Linked DNA regions of Mus musculus: regions 1 and 3 are each linked to region 2. The links are chromatin contacts, called in public promoter capture Hi-C maps. All regions are on one chromosome and are shown on one strand. The core of a region is the stretch at or near the end of the contact, and the rest is flanking DNA. Distances in the headings are between cores, read along the strand shown.

Region 1 (4,235 bases), core at 265-2,764, 2.6 Mb before region 2:
CCAGTTTTCCAGTCCAGGAGGGGGTTGTTAACTATGACCCGGCTGGGGCTCTGCCACGCCTAGATGCCAGTAAGCCCCAGGTTGCCGCCATACCTCTCTGATGGACTGCCTATAGACCATGGTGGTTCCGAGGACCCCTACACCATGCACCAAGTTTGGCAATTCACTAGACTATCTCACAGAACTCAGAAAAGCACTTCACTTATATTTACTGGTTGGTTGGTTTTGAAAGCTGTAACTCAAGAACAGCCAGAATGAAGAAATGGGTGGAGAACGGTTGGGAGTGGCTCCCAGGCTCCCAACACTCAAATGTGTTGATCAACTGGGATGGTCTCTGAACCCACGTGGCTGCCATGTTGAGACAGGGTCTGCAGTAGCCCAGGCTTGCCTTAACTTGCTATGAAGCCAGGGATGGCTTGGGTCCCTGCCACCATCTCCTACACGCTGGGCTTTCTGGCATTGGAGACCACAGCCAGCTCTGTTCAGTTCTGTGGGCCTTCGGTTACGTAGGCATGACTGAAATCCGTTACCATGGTGAGTGATTCTCCAGCATCTTGAGGGAGTTGGAGTGCTTGCGTAGGCTGCAGTTTCCTACCCTCCAATCACGCCTTGGTCTTTCAGGTGCCCAGCGGCCATAATGAGCCACCATAATGAGCCACAGAAAGATCCAGTGTGTGGATCTGGCTCGAAGACCAGAGACCCATTTTGTCTTTACTGCCGAGTAAGGCCCAGCTCCACCTGGCCCTTCCAGACGTAAGTGACACTGACCATGATTCAGCATCTAAGGACACTCGCAGGCTCAAATTCTGCGGGGCAGGGTGGGAATCTGCATTTTCCAGGACCCTCCAAGGAGGCCGCAGGGCGCAACTCAGAAACACACGCATTAGAACAAAGTCCCAGAAACTGGGAGCAGGCAGCTGAGGCCCGTTCTCTCAGCCACAATTTAGAGAAAAAAACATGGGAAGGAACTGAACTCAGAGGCCACGGCTGACCTGGTGACCTCAAGCTTGCTTTCTGGAAAGCAGCTGGATCGCTGCGTCACCAGGCACAGGCGTGTCCAAATCCAACCTGTCAGACACGGGAGGTCAAAGTGAAGGTTCTCGGTTTCTCTGTGCCTCAGTTTCCCCCTGCGTCACATACACACAGAGCTTTGCCCGCCTGGTACTGCGGGCACGAACTAGAATCCCGGACTTTACCGGAGCCTGCTGTCTTACTAAGGTCACCGTCCGTGGCTGCCTGGGTCGGGGGTCTCACCTATGCCGCGTGTCTCTGCTCGATTCTCCAAAGCAGGAACTCGCTGACAGTCGGCCCTGCCTGCCTGGAGGAGGCCGCTCCTCCGGAGGCTCTGGGGCCGGAGACAGCCTTCACCAGCTCGCCCAGCTCACCTGCGCAATCACCCTCCAGGCCGAAGACCCCCAGGCTCAGCGGGCAGCGTGGGTCACGTGGTCTGTGGGCGGGGCTCGTCCGCGCGGACCTCGTCACACGACCTCCTGCGTAGGCGGCGGAGTCCGTGTGAGTGTTATCGCTGCGCCCCCTAGTGGCTGAGGGCGACAGTGAGCGCAGGTGTTGGAATGGCAGCCATAGGACGTCATCGCGTTGCAAAAGCTCCAGTAGATTAAACCAGCCCAGACCTGGAGTCAGAGTCAAACACGTGATCGCACAGAAAACCTACGATGGTGAAACAGTAAATGATCCGGGGCATTTGATATAAGTATGATGCAGGTCATACATTGAGCCAGAAGCCCGGGGTAGTAGTGCAGGCATGTGATCCCAGCACTCGGGAAGCAGCAGCAAGAAAGATTGACAATTTGAGGCCAGCATACGACACCTGGTGAAACTCTGTTTCAAAAACCAAAGTTGGCAGGCCGGATGTAGATAGGGGTAGAGCACTGGCCTACCATGTGCAAGGCCCTGACTCTCCTGTACTGCTGGGACCACTGGGGGGTGGAGGGGCATTTGTGCCTCTGGCTGTCAAACTTTTGAAACAATGTACACCAAGAAATTCAACGCCCCCCTCCCCATCCCATGCTGGGAGAGGAGAAAGGCCTGAGAAGACGGTGTCCTCAGCTCTGGCAGCTTGTCGGAGCACAGTGTGTGCAGGCAGGATAATGAGAGCCAAGAGGACTGGCCAGCGAGGGAAGGTGGATGGACTCTGGCCAGCTTGAATGTGCTGAGCTTGGCTCTGGCAATCTTTCCCTTGTGCCCATTCCCTCTGCCTTGCTAAAGAAAAACAAAACAAAACAAAACAAACAAACATTAGATTACATTCCTAAAGCTAGCCATCAAGGTCTCTTCCCTTATTTGGCCACTTCCTCCGCCTAAGGCTGACTGCCAGGGGCCAGCTGTTAAAGTATTGAAGTCCAGCAATCCGAAGCCCCCTTTGGTTCATGTAATTAATACACCAAACCAAACCTTACCACCGCATGCTAGCCCATCCTAACACAGGCCTCCCCTTCTCTCTTCTTTTTTTTTTTTTTTTTTTTTTGTGTGGTTTTTTGAGACAGGGTTTCTCTGTGTAGACCAGGCTGGCCTCGAACTCAGAAATCCGCCTGCCTCTGCCTCCCGGGTGCTGGGATTAAAGGCGTGCGCCACCACGCCCGGCCCCTTCTCTCTTCTTAAAAATGACACCAGCAGCCAACAATGGCAGCACACGCCTTTGATCCCAGCACTGTGAGGCAGAAGCAAGTGGAGCTCTGATTTTCAGGACAGCCTGGTGTACATACAGAGTGAGTTCCAGGATAGCCAACGGTACACAGAGACCCTGTCTTGGGCCCGCCCATCCCCCCTTACACCTGCCGAGTCATTTGCTGCTGTTCTTCACCTTTGTTCCTGGTGGCTTGTGCCTATTCTGGGGTCCGACAGGGAAACCCCTGCTCTGCAGAGGTCTCCTAACAGACAGGAGCGTCCCGTGACCAAGCATGCTTGGCTACACAGCTCTTCTGCCCTATTCAGAGTTAGAGCTCACACCAGGACACACCCCCGCCCCCAATTTGTTCCATTCCCATCTGTTTTACCTCCCAAAGTGGCCACACCAACTAAACCCCCTTTCTCTGCTGTTCACTGTTGTCTCTTTAATTGGTACTGGAGACAGGCGGCTGAGCCTAGTTCCCTAGGGCTGTCAGACGATCAGAAAACTCTAAAACAAGCCCAGCCAGAGCTTACAGGTGCACTACTGAAACAGCTGCTGCTTTCACCTTCCTTCCTTCCTTCCTTTCTTCCTTCCTTCCTTCCTTCCTTCCTTCCTTCCTTCCTTCCTTCCTTCCATCCTCCCTCCCCCCCTCCCTCCCTCCGTCGCTCCTTTCTTTTTTTAAAAAAATTTATTTACTATGAACAGTGTTCTTCCTGCACGTCAGAAGAGGGCACCAGATTCCATTACAGATGGTTGTGAGCCACCATGTGATTGCTGGGAATTGAACTCAGGGAACCTGGAAGAGCAATCAGTGCCCTTAACCACTGAGCCATCTCTCCAGGCTAGCTTTCATTTCTAAACAGCAAGTACTGGAGAAGGCCACGTTTCGGTGGGTGTGTCCAGGGCGGGGTAGGCGGGTGAGTGGAGCTCTTGTGTTGGAGCAGGGTGTGTGTGTGTGTGTGTGTGTGTGTGTGTGTTTGTGGAGGGATGAATAGGGTGGGTGGGGCTGGGGTCTCCCCAGCTGCTTGGCTGTTTTTAGATATCAACCTTTTGCTGGGCAGTGGTGGCACACACCTTTAATCCCAGCACTGGGGAGGCAAAGGCAGGCAGATTTCTGAGTTCGAGGCCAGCCTGGACTACAAAGTGAGTTCCAGGACAGCCAGGGCTACACAGAGAAACCCTGTCTCAAAAAAACAAAAAAACAAAAAAGAAAAAAAAAAAAGAAAAAGATATCAATCTTTTTGTTTGTTTGTTTGTTTTTTCGAGACAGGGTTTCTCTGTGTATCCCTGGCTGTCCTGGAACTCACTCTGTAGACCAGGCTGGAACTCAGAAATCTGCCTGCCTCTGTCTCCCAAGTGCTGGGAATAAAGGCTCCCACCACCACTGCCCGGCTTTTAGATATAAATCTTTTTTTTTTTTTTTTCCCGAGACAGGGTTTCTCTGTGTAGCCCTGGCTGTCCTGGAACTCACTTTGTAGACCAGGCTGGCCTCGAACTCAGAAATCCGCCTGCCTCTGCCTCCCCAGTGCTGGGATTAAAGGCGTGCGCCACCACGCCCTGATAGATATAAATTTTAAGGTAAATGTGTCTTAACTCTTCTGACCAG
Region 2 (4,029 bases), core at 739-3,238:
CAGAATTATGAGTTTGAACCCAACCCCTGTTCCACAACAAATGCAAGGCCAATCCAGGTTACAAGGGAAGACTCTGGAAAAAGGTCACTTCCAGCAGCATCTGCCTTACAGCTGAGCCAGAGTCTTTGGCAAGTCTTTGTAGACTATCAGTGAAATCCCTAAAATGGTACAGGTCACCCACTACAGCGACCCTACTGAAGGGCAGCCATTACCACACCTGCCACTAAGAGGTGACACTATACAAAGGAGTGTCTCCTTTCCCCACCCACATGTACAAAAGCATATGGCTGTCTGTTAAGACTGAGGATTAAAAAAACCTATCTCAGGAGGTGCTTAAACATAGCCAGTGCTCTGGTCTTGCTGTGAGAATGGTCATCAAACCGTTTCTCCATGCCTGCTCAAACCTCGAGGACTCTTAATTCCACTCCATACCCGTCTCATCCACTGACCTGGGTGGAAATGTGTGTATTTTAACACTTTTTACGTGTTCTGAGAGATATCCAGGTTTGGAAGCCAGTGATTCTGTGTTACAGAAGACAAGGCTCTGTGCTACTCCCAGGTAGCAGGCCCAAATCTTTACTTAACCCAATTTCTAGGCCAAAAAACAGCTTGGTGGCTAAAGGGGAAACCAAACTCACTCAAGTCAACCAGACACATAGATGCAGTGGCACACGCATATACAAAAGAAACAGAACCCACTCACTGAACGTCAGTTTACTTAGCAGTTGAGTGAGGAACAATTTTGTATTCACCAATGTTAAATGCAGCTTGTGAGAGTGCTGAGTAAGGAGGACCACGCCCTCCTCTGGACAATCAATCCCCAACAACCTCTAACCCCACCCCCACCCCAAACCTAACAACCAACCCTTCCCAGCTACCACAACCCCTGCGACTCTATGAAGCTCTTACCAGGCGCAGGCATCCTGAAGGCCCTTGTGCACCACCACGCCTTTCCATGATGCTTCCTGGAGACAACACCTCCGTCTGAAGGAGTAATAAAGAGATCCCACTTCATTCTAACAGAAGCAACCTTACTGTGGTCATTCTCAAAACAGACCTCAAAACGTCGAGCCTCAGTAAACCATGACTCTTCACAAAAGTGTCATTTCAGACAGGGATAACTTAAATCATCCTCAGCTCAACCAGCAAGAGGCCCCCCAAACCCCCCAGTGCCAACCCAACTCATTTTTGGAAATCCGGTTCTGGCAACCACGTTGAGTTGCAGAACGACACTCTATAGCCCCAAATTACACCGGCACAGACCCTCTTCTGGACTTGTTTGGAACCCTTACCGACACGGGCTGCAGAGGGCTCAACGCGCATTCTTCTGGCTGAACTTGAGAACTATGTCTGAGGCAGATGCCCACCATCTACCTATGCCTTCTGACGGGTGGACCACACCGAGCCCGTTGGCTTTCAGGGATCCAGCCATTACTTCTGAGACGGAACCTGCATCTTGTCTCCCGAGTGCCAAAAGGCAATGCCTTCGGGGAAGGAGAAGTTATGCCGCGTTAGAGCTAACGGCTTTCAGTTTTCAATCCCGTTCATGACAATCTGTAGTTAGCAGGAGTCACTCGTGTTCACTTAAGGCCACCACCCTCAATGGAGACCCCAGGGAAGACAGAGCTGAGCACATGGCTGGCTTTGGGTCACAGAGAGAAGACCGCTCCCCGCCCCAAGAGAAGGGAGATCGAAGACCAAAAAGGGCTTCATCCCGTCCGCATCAAACGTCTCGCAGTCTGGGGAGCATTTCCTTAGACAGCATCTCAGACCTCCTAAGGCCCACAATAGCAAAGGAAAGGGCTGATCGTCGACACGTCACCTCCGGAGAGAGCAAGCGTGTCGACGGTATGTGTAGGAAAAACCTCATCTTCCCTTTTCCACAACTTACCATCACCCAAAGCTTAGGCCTTTCAGGGAGAACACCACAGACCCGCGCGGCCATAACTTCCAAACACGCGGCAGAGGACCTCGGAAAGGACGAGATCGCGCTTGCGCGCAGTCTTCCCGTTTTCCCTCCCCTCCGCAAGTCTCGCCGGAACTCTCGCGATGTCGAGAATGGTTTGATGGGAAATGTAGTTCTAAATCTACCGTTGCCAAGAATGGGTCGTCTCACCTCACATTGAGTGAAGAGAAAGGGGTAAGATGGTGGCAGCCACCAGGGGCAGCAGAGGGTTCGGGGTAAGGAGCTTGGACTGTGAACTTCGGCGGTCCCCCGCTAAGTCTGGGGAGGTGGAGAATGTTCGAGGGTTCAGGGACCGTTGAGGAAACTGAGGCTCGTTAATTGTGCTGCAGATTTTTATCTGGGGTGGAGAAATGTCACTTGGCTTAGTTCCTTAGTGAAGTCCAGGGAGAGTCCCAGGGAATGGGCAGAAGCTTTTAAGATGGGGGCGAGAGCGGGTTCCGGCGGCAGGGGGCACTCGAGAGCTGCAGGGGCGACCGTCAGTAGCAGCAGCAGCAGCCCCAGGTATTCGCCTGCCTGTGGCACTGTTCTCACAGGGAAGATACAATGAAATCGGCGCTGAGGACTAGCCGGTATAAGTTGGAGATAAAAACCATTTTAATAGAGGGGTTTAGTGTGAGGATTAGGAGAAAGAGAAGCGCTCAAGAAGAATGCATACCCAGGGTGGGAACTGGCTCAAGGAGAGTTGCAATTGATTGTGTTAGCCATGTATAATTCTAGTAGCTCGTGAGTTACATCTTAAAAGGTTGCTAGGAGACACCCCCTCCCCACTTTCTTGCTATCTTGGTAAGTGAAATAAGTGTGCTGGCCCCAGAGAAGCGTTGGATGGAACTGTAGGCACAAGTCGCTAGGGGTTGCATGGGGGTGGGGGTGGTGTAATTGGTGAGGGTCGCTGAAAAATTGTAGTTTAATATCTGGGAAGGGCAAAAGGGCCTTCAGCAGTTGGTAATTATGCCAGAATTCTTGTTTCTCTGTTGGCAAGAGACTTGACAGGATTCCTGAATGAGGGACCCTCTTCCTCTATCGTGGGCGTGTTTTCCATGTCTTTCGATCCTGCCTCGTTCGTTTAGAGTATCATTTTGCATGGGGCATCTTGACTTCATTTTTAAATAGGACAAAATGGCAAGGCAGGGCCAGAACTTATACCTATTTACAAGCTAGTTTAAATTTACAAGATCTAGAGCCTTTTATTCACAACCCTCGCCCGGTCCTCCAGTCCTCCTCAAATGGAACTCTGTAGCATTTAGCCTGTATCATCTTTTTAATGTGGAAATCTGTTACTCACTCTTAATGACCATATCCGTGTATATTTCTCTCCTTTAATTTAATTGTGAGTCCTTTTGGGGGGAGGGAACTCTCTTAATATTTTTTTTATTCCCTCATAGTGCTGGGCTTAGTGTTGGGCTGTGTCTTTCTCACAGAATGTCCCAAGGAGATAATCAATAATGTATTCAGCAAGAACACAGGCCCTTGAATTTTCTATCTTACCCTTGAAGACAGACTATTTTGTTGAGTTCTGACAGGAAGGATGCATTTTCTCTCGGCACATTAAGTTCTTTCATGTGAGACTTGCAGGGGGAATTCTCAAGAATTTGCCCAAAGCCGCTTGTGAAACTCGTGGGCACGTGACCTTCGGCAGACAAGATAATAATGGTAGTTAGCACATGACGAATTGGATTCGCTAGGTGGCTGCTCACTGTCTCAGGTTCTTTAACCCTCGCTATCTATGAAGCCCTGGGACTATCCCATCTGGCAGATGAGAAGACACGTGTCAAGAGGGGAGGGGAGGGGCTGGTTAAAGCCTCAGTGGTGCCTGACTTGGTTTGATCTCAGCCCGCAGAGTTTATGCTTTTATCATTCGGTTGCTAATGCGCTGAGCGAGTTGACCTACTACATAAGAGCTTTTCTTCCAGGGGGACAAGTAGGGCGGAGGAGGATTTGTGTCTTTAAAAATTGACGTGTGGGTATGAACATGTATGCAGGTGCACATGTATGAGAGTAGGTGGGTGCATGTAGAGGTCAGACATCAACTTTGGGTGCCTTTCTCAGTCACTCTCCACTTTAGG
Region 3 (3,993 bases), core at 1,276-3,775, 2.4 Mb before region 2:
GAAGGAAGGAAGGAAGGGAGGAAGGAAGGAAGGGAGGAAAGAAAGGACGATGGTGGGGCAGGAGTGGAAGAGAGCTGGATTTTTTCGGTGAAATTGAAACCAGCAGTTGATGACCCTCGTCCAAAACCCCCTGGTCCATGAAGACACACAACTTAGGGACAGAGTTCTCCTCAAAACCCAAGCTGAAGGGAAACCACCATCTTTTACTTGATCGGCAAACTTCCCAGGGATAAGAAAGAGAGGAAGAGCTGATGCCCACCACCACCACCACCAGCAGCCACTCCACGCAGTTCCCTGCCACTGGCTTCAAGGTGGCCCTGAAGCCGGCTTGCAGAGCCGCGGCCCCCGCTAAGCTCCGGGTGGCCCGACAGCCAACGCCCGCGGCGGGCAACAGATTCCAAGCGCGGGCAGGCGGAGCAACTAGAGCGACCCGGGCGGAGGGCTAGGGTGGGCTTTCTCTGGGCGGGGAAACCAGACACTTATAGGCGGCTGAGACCGACTTTATTTTTACTGCCCAAACTGTTGGAAAGTATTTAAGCTTAAACAGAAACAGCTGTATCGCTGGCACCGGCCGACGAAACTATTTGTTACCAGGAATGACTTTTTATGATTAAGGACCCAGCCGTCGGCGGTCTCTTGAAGGCGGCGGGCGAAGGTCGCCGGGGCGATGTGGGCATCCTGGATCCGCTGTTCGTTGAGAACCGAGAGGACTCCTCACCTGGAGCACACCTTACTATGTCTAGGAGTGAAGCCAAAAACTGGAACCTGCGACTGTTGATGCAAGAGGAGGCCTGGGGAGTACCGGCGCAGCGGGCCCAACTCGGAGCTAGCCCCAAGGCCAGCACTGGCGCGTGCAGTGTGTAGCGCCTTGGACCCGAGGCCAGCTTTGCGCTCTGGGCTTCCTGCCTTTCGAAACAGACTCCTTAGCTCGCTGTTTTCCGGGCTTCGTCGTTTTTTCTTTTTCTCTCTCCCCTTTTCCCAGCCTCTTCTTGGCCAAGGGAAACTTTTTTCAGCCAAGTTGATATCGCGATTTAAATAAATTGTGTGTTCCGAGGTCGGGCTCTGTGATCTGGAGCTTGGGTAGTAAAAGGGCAATGTGGGGATAGCTGCTGTTGAACCCCCCCCCCCCCCGCGCCTCAACAGGGGTTACCACGAGGGGAGGAAAGAGAGCCTAGGAGCAAAAGGTCATTGAGTGTACTCAGGTGTGTAAAAGGGACTGAGGCATCTCTGCGCGACCCTCGTCCCCTACCTGGGACTTGCCATCTTCGCGTCGGGGGTGGGGGTGGGGGTGTCTCTTCCAGGCCGCACTAGATACCGCCACACCCCTCAAAGTCCATACTGATGTTTGTCGGGAATCCCCCGCTTACGCTTACGTCGTCTAGAAGAGCCCGAGACAGAAAGTGCACTAGCTCTGCACCCAGGTCTGGAGCAGAGCCGCGGCGCCTCCAGAGCTAGCCAGGCTCTAGGCTCTGCCTCGATGGTCATAGGCTCCTTAAACCCACCCAGGCCGGGACAGATGTGGTCAGGGTTGACTTCTCTCAGGACTGAGGAGTGGATTGGACGGAAACTGCAGGCTGGGTCAGGAATAGAGGCTGGGGCAGGGCAGCTGAGACTTGGGGACAATGAGGGTGGGAAGAGGAGGCTCGCGACCCCTCCTGCAGGGTCTCGCTTCAGGATGGATTCAGGCGGTAAACACTGGCTTGTGCCAGTCTGCTTTGGGCTTCTGAGCCCGGAGAAGCGCCCACGCCAGCTCGCAGGACCCGGAGGGTGGACGCGGGCAGCGCTATGCGACTGGAGACCAAGAGCAGGCTCATTGATTTGTTAGCTGGATGGGACTGGTGAAGAAGGGAGGAGGGGGCGTTGCCATGGAGACCCAGGGTGCGCGGCCGCAAGGGAGGGGTCAGGGAATTAGTAGGTTCGGCGCAAGCGACGTAGGTCCGGGGGTTCGGGCGCGGCTCGATGCGCCCCAGCACCTGTGCATTGTGCATCAACGGCGGCTGGCGACCAGGATGGCGCCAGCTAGGGCATGGGCAGGTGGGGAGGGCCTGGGTCTGCAGAGGGGCAGCGCCTGGCTGGCACCTACGCAGGGAGCCCTAATAGCTCGGCGGGGCAAGCCACGCACCCGGGGAAACGCTGGGCAATCAGGCAGGGGGGCCAGGGGCGGGAGCCTAGGGCAGCGGCCCCCCTGTCCAGCCGTGCAGACTGACAGCAGCCGGGCCCGCCCCGCTTGGCGTCACTTCCGCTGACGGCTCGCTCCCCCTCCCTCTGGGTCTCTGGAGTGGACAGAGACCCCGCCTCCTGGCTATTGGAACGCGGGTCACGTAGCAACGCAGGGGAGACGGGGAGAGGGGCGTGGCCGGGCGCTAGTCCAATCAGCGCCCGCAGAACGGGCCCAGGACGCTTGGCTTTAGCAACGTCGTTAGCAACACGTGGGGCGGGAGGAAGCGCTGGGAGGGGGTGGAGGGAGGGAGAGTGCGCGGGGGAGGGAGGAGAACTGACGTCAGCGGGAGAGTATTATGGGCTGTCGAGGGCTGGCTGCTGCTTTTCTGCTCCTGGAAGCGGCTGAGGGGGGAAGCGGCGAGTCAACATGGAGCTCTCGGCGGTGGGGGAGCGGGTGTTCGCGGCCGAAGCCCTCCTGAAGCGGCGCATTCGCAAAGTAGGTGAAGGGGAAGGCGGGCGGCGACGCGAACTCTCCCTCACCAGGGCCCAGGCTCCCTCCCCTTGCTGCAGCCCAGCCTCCCTTCCCCCAGGTCCCAGCAGCGGCCGCGGCCGTGGCGGCGGCGGCGGCGGCTCAGCCCCAGCGCTCTCCTTAGACTTGCAGCCCTGCACAGATTGCATGGATGGGGGGTGGGGTGGGGGATGAATGCCGGTGCATGCACTTTGTGCAGCGTTTCTGCAGGGGTGCTGCAGTGGACTGGTTCCTTTGGCGGTAGTGTTTGGAGCATTCATTTGGTGCATGCATTTTCGTGTGTATTTCTTGTGTCCTCGTCATGCATTTCTCCCCACGCACACACATACACAAGCATTTTCCCTTTTGCATCTGCAGGGACGCATGGAATATCTCGTGAAATGGAAGGGCTGGTCGCAGAAGTAAGTAGGTTATATGCAATCGCTACCCCACACTGATATCGAGGAGGGTTCTTTCTTCCTCTTTTCCCCTTCACATTGAAATACAACACAAGGCAGCCGGAAAAGTTGCACACACATACACGCCCTCCACTCTGTCCTCTCTCTCCTGCTCCAGGGACTGATGCTCCATTCTTCCTGGTTTCCTTTAGGTACAGCACGTGGGAGCCCGAAGAAAATATTCTGGATGCTCGCCTCCTTGCAGCCTTTGAGGAAAGGTACAGACCCTTAGCCTAGCCACTCACTAGAACCCATACACGCTGACTTCGGTGCAGCCAGGACACACCCCCTTCTCTCTCTTTTCTTTCTTTAGGGAACGGGAGATGGAGCTCTATGGCCCCAAAAAGCGAGGACCCAAGCCTAAAACCTTCCTTCTCAAGGTATGTTGCGATCTCCAGAGGTGGAGTGTGCCGTTCAGGGAGGATCTGCAGGGCTTGTAAATCAATGGGTGCCCTTGCCTTGTGTGTATTTGTAATCTGGACTTCTGTCAGAGGCCCCATCACGGAGTTCTAGAGGCAGGACTTAGCTGCACCAGAAGGCCTTCATTCCCACCCCCCCTCCAGCCATCCCAAGTAGACCTCTGTTACACAAGGAGTCTGTTGGTTGCAAATGGCTTCTTCCAGACAAACCCTCATTCCCCTCCCCCAGACTATTACTAAGAGCCCACCTCCCCACTCAATTAGAATTTCCCAGGCATCCAGGGAAAGTTGGGCAGTCAAGGCTAGAGGTCGTGGGGGGGTGGGGTGGGCGGGGGCGGGGCTTTTTTCTCCTCACAACAACTTCCTTCTGCAGGCCCAGGCCAAGGCAAAGGCCAAAACCTATGAATTCAGAAGTGACTCTACCAGAGGCATCCGGATCCCTTACCCA

What was found. Promoter capture Hi-C pulls out the DNA fragments that hold promoters and counts their contacts.
Region 1: a promoter capture Hi-C map of liver shows a contact between it and region 2, with 2.8 times the contacts expected there. The contact joins the promoter of Gaa here to the promoter of Snhg16 in region 2. A contact is called at or near these places in 2 of 39 promoter capture datasets (embryonic stem cells and liver).
Region 3: a contact with region 2 is called in a promoter capture Hi-C map of liver, with 4 times the contacts expected there. The contact joins the promoter of Cbx8 here to the promoter of Snhg16 in region 2. A contact is called at or near these places in 4 of 39 promoter capture datasets (the C10 cell line, liver and pre-B cells).

What each region holds. Positions count from the first base shown.
Region 1 is chr11:119,265,242-119,269,476 of GRCm38.p6, reverse strand. It overlaps Gaa (glucosidase, alpha, acid), which reads right to left and starts at 1,514. Exons shown (of 20, transcript NM_008064.4): 1 at 1,255-1,514. It also overlaps a transcript of Ccdc40 not described here.
Region 2 is chr11:116,669,619-116,673,647 of GRCm38.p6, reverse strand. Snhg16 (small nucleolar RNA host gene 16) reads right to left here and starts at 1,988. Exons shown (of 5, transcript NR_027821.1): 1 at 1,892-1,988; 2 at 1,293-1,484; 3 at 910-984. Snord1c (small nucleolar RNA, C/D box 1C) reads right to left here and starts at 1,143; the gene lies at 1,066-1,143.
Region 3 is chr11:119,039,445-119,043,437 of GRCm38.p6, reverse strand. It overlaps Cbx8 (chromobox 8), which reads left to right and starts at 2,525. Exons shown (of 5, transcript NM_013926.1): 1 at 2,525-2,656; 2 at 3,047-3,090; 3 at 3,279-3,344; 4 at 3,440-3,506; 5 at 3,919-3,993. The coding sequence starts at 2,588.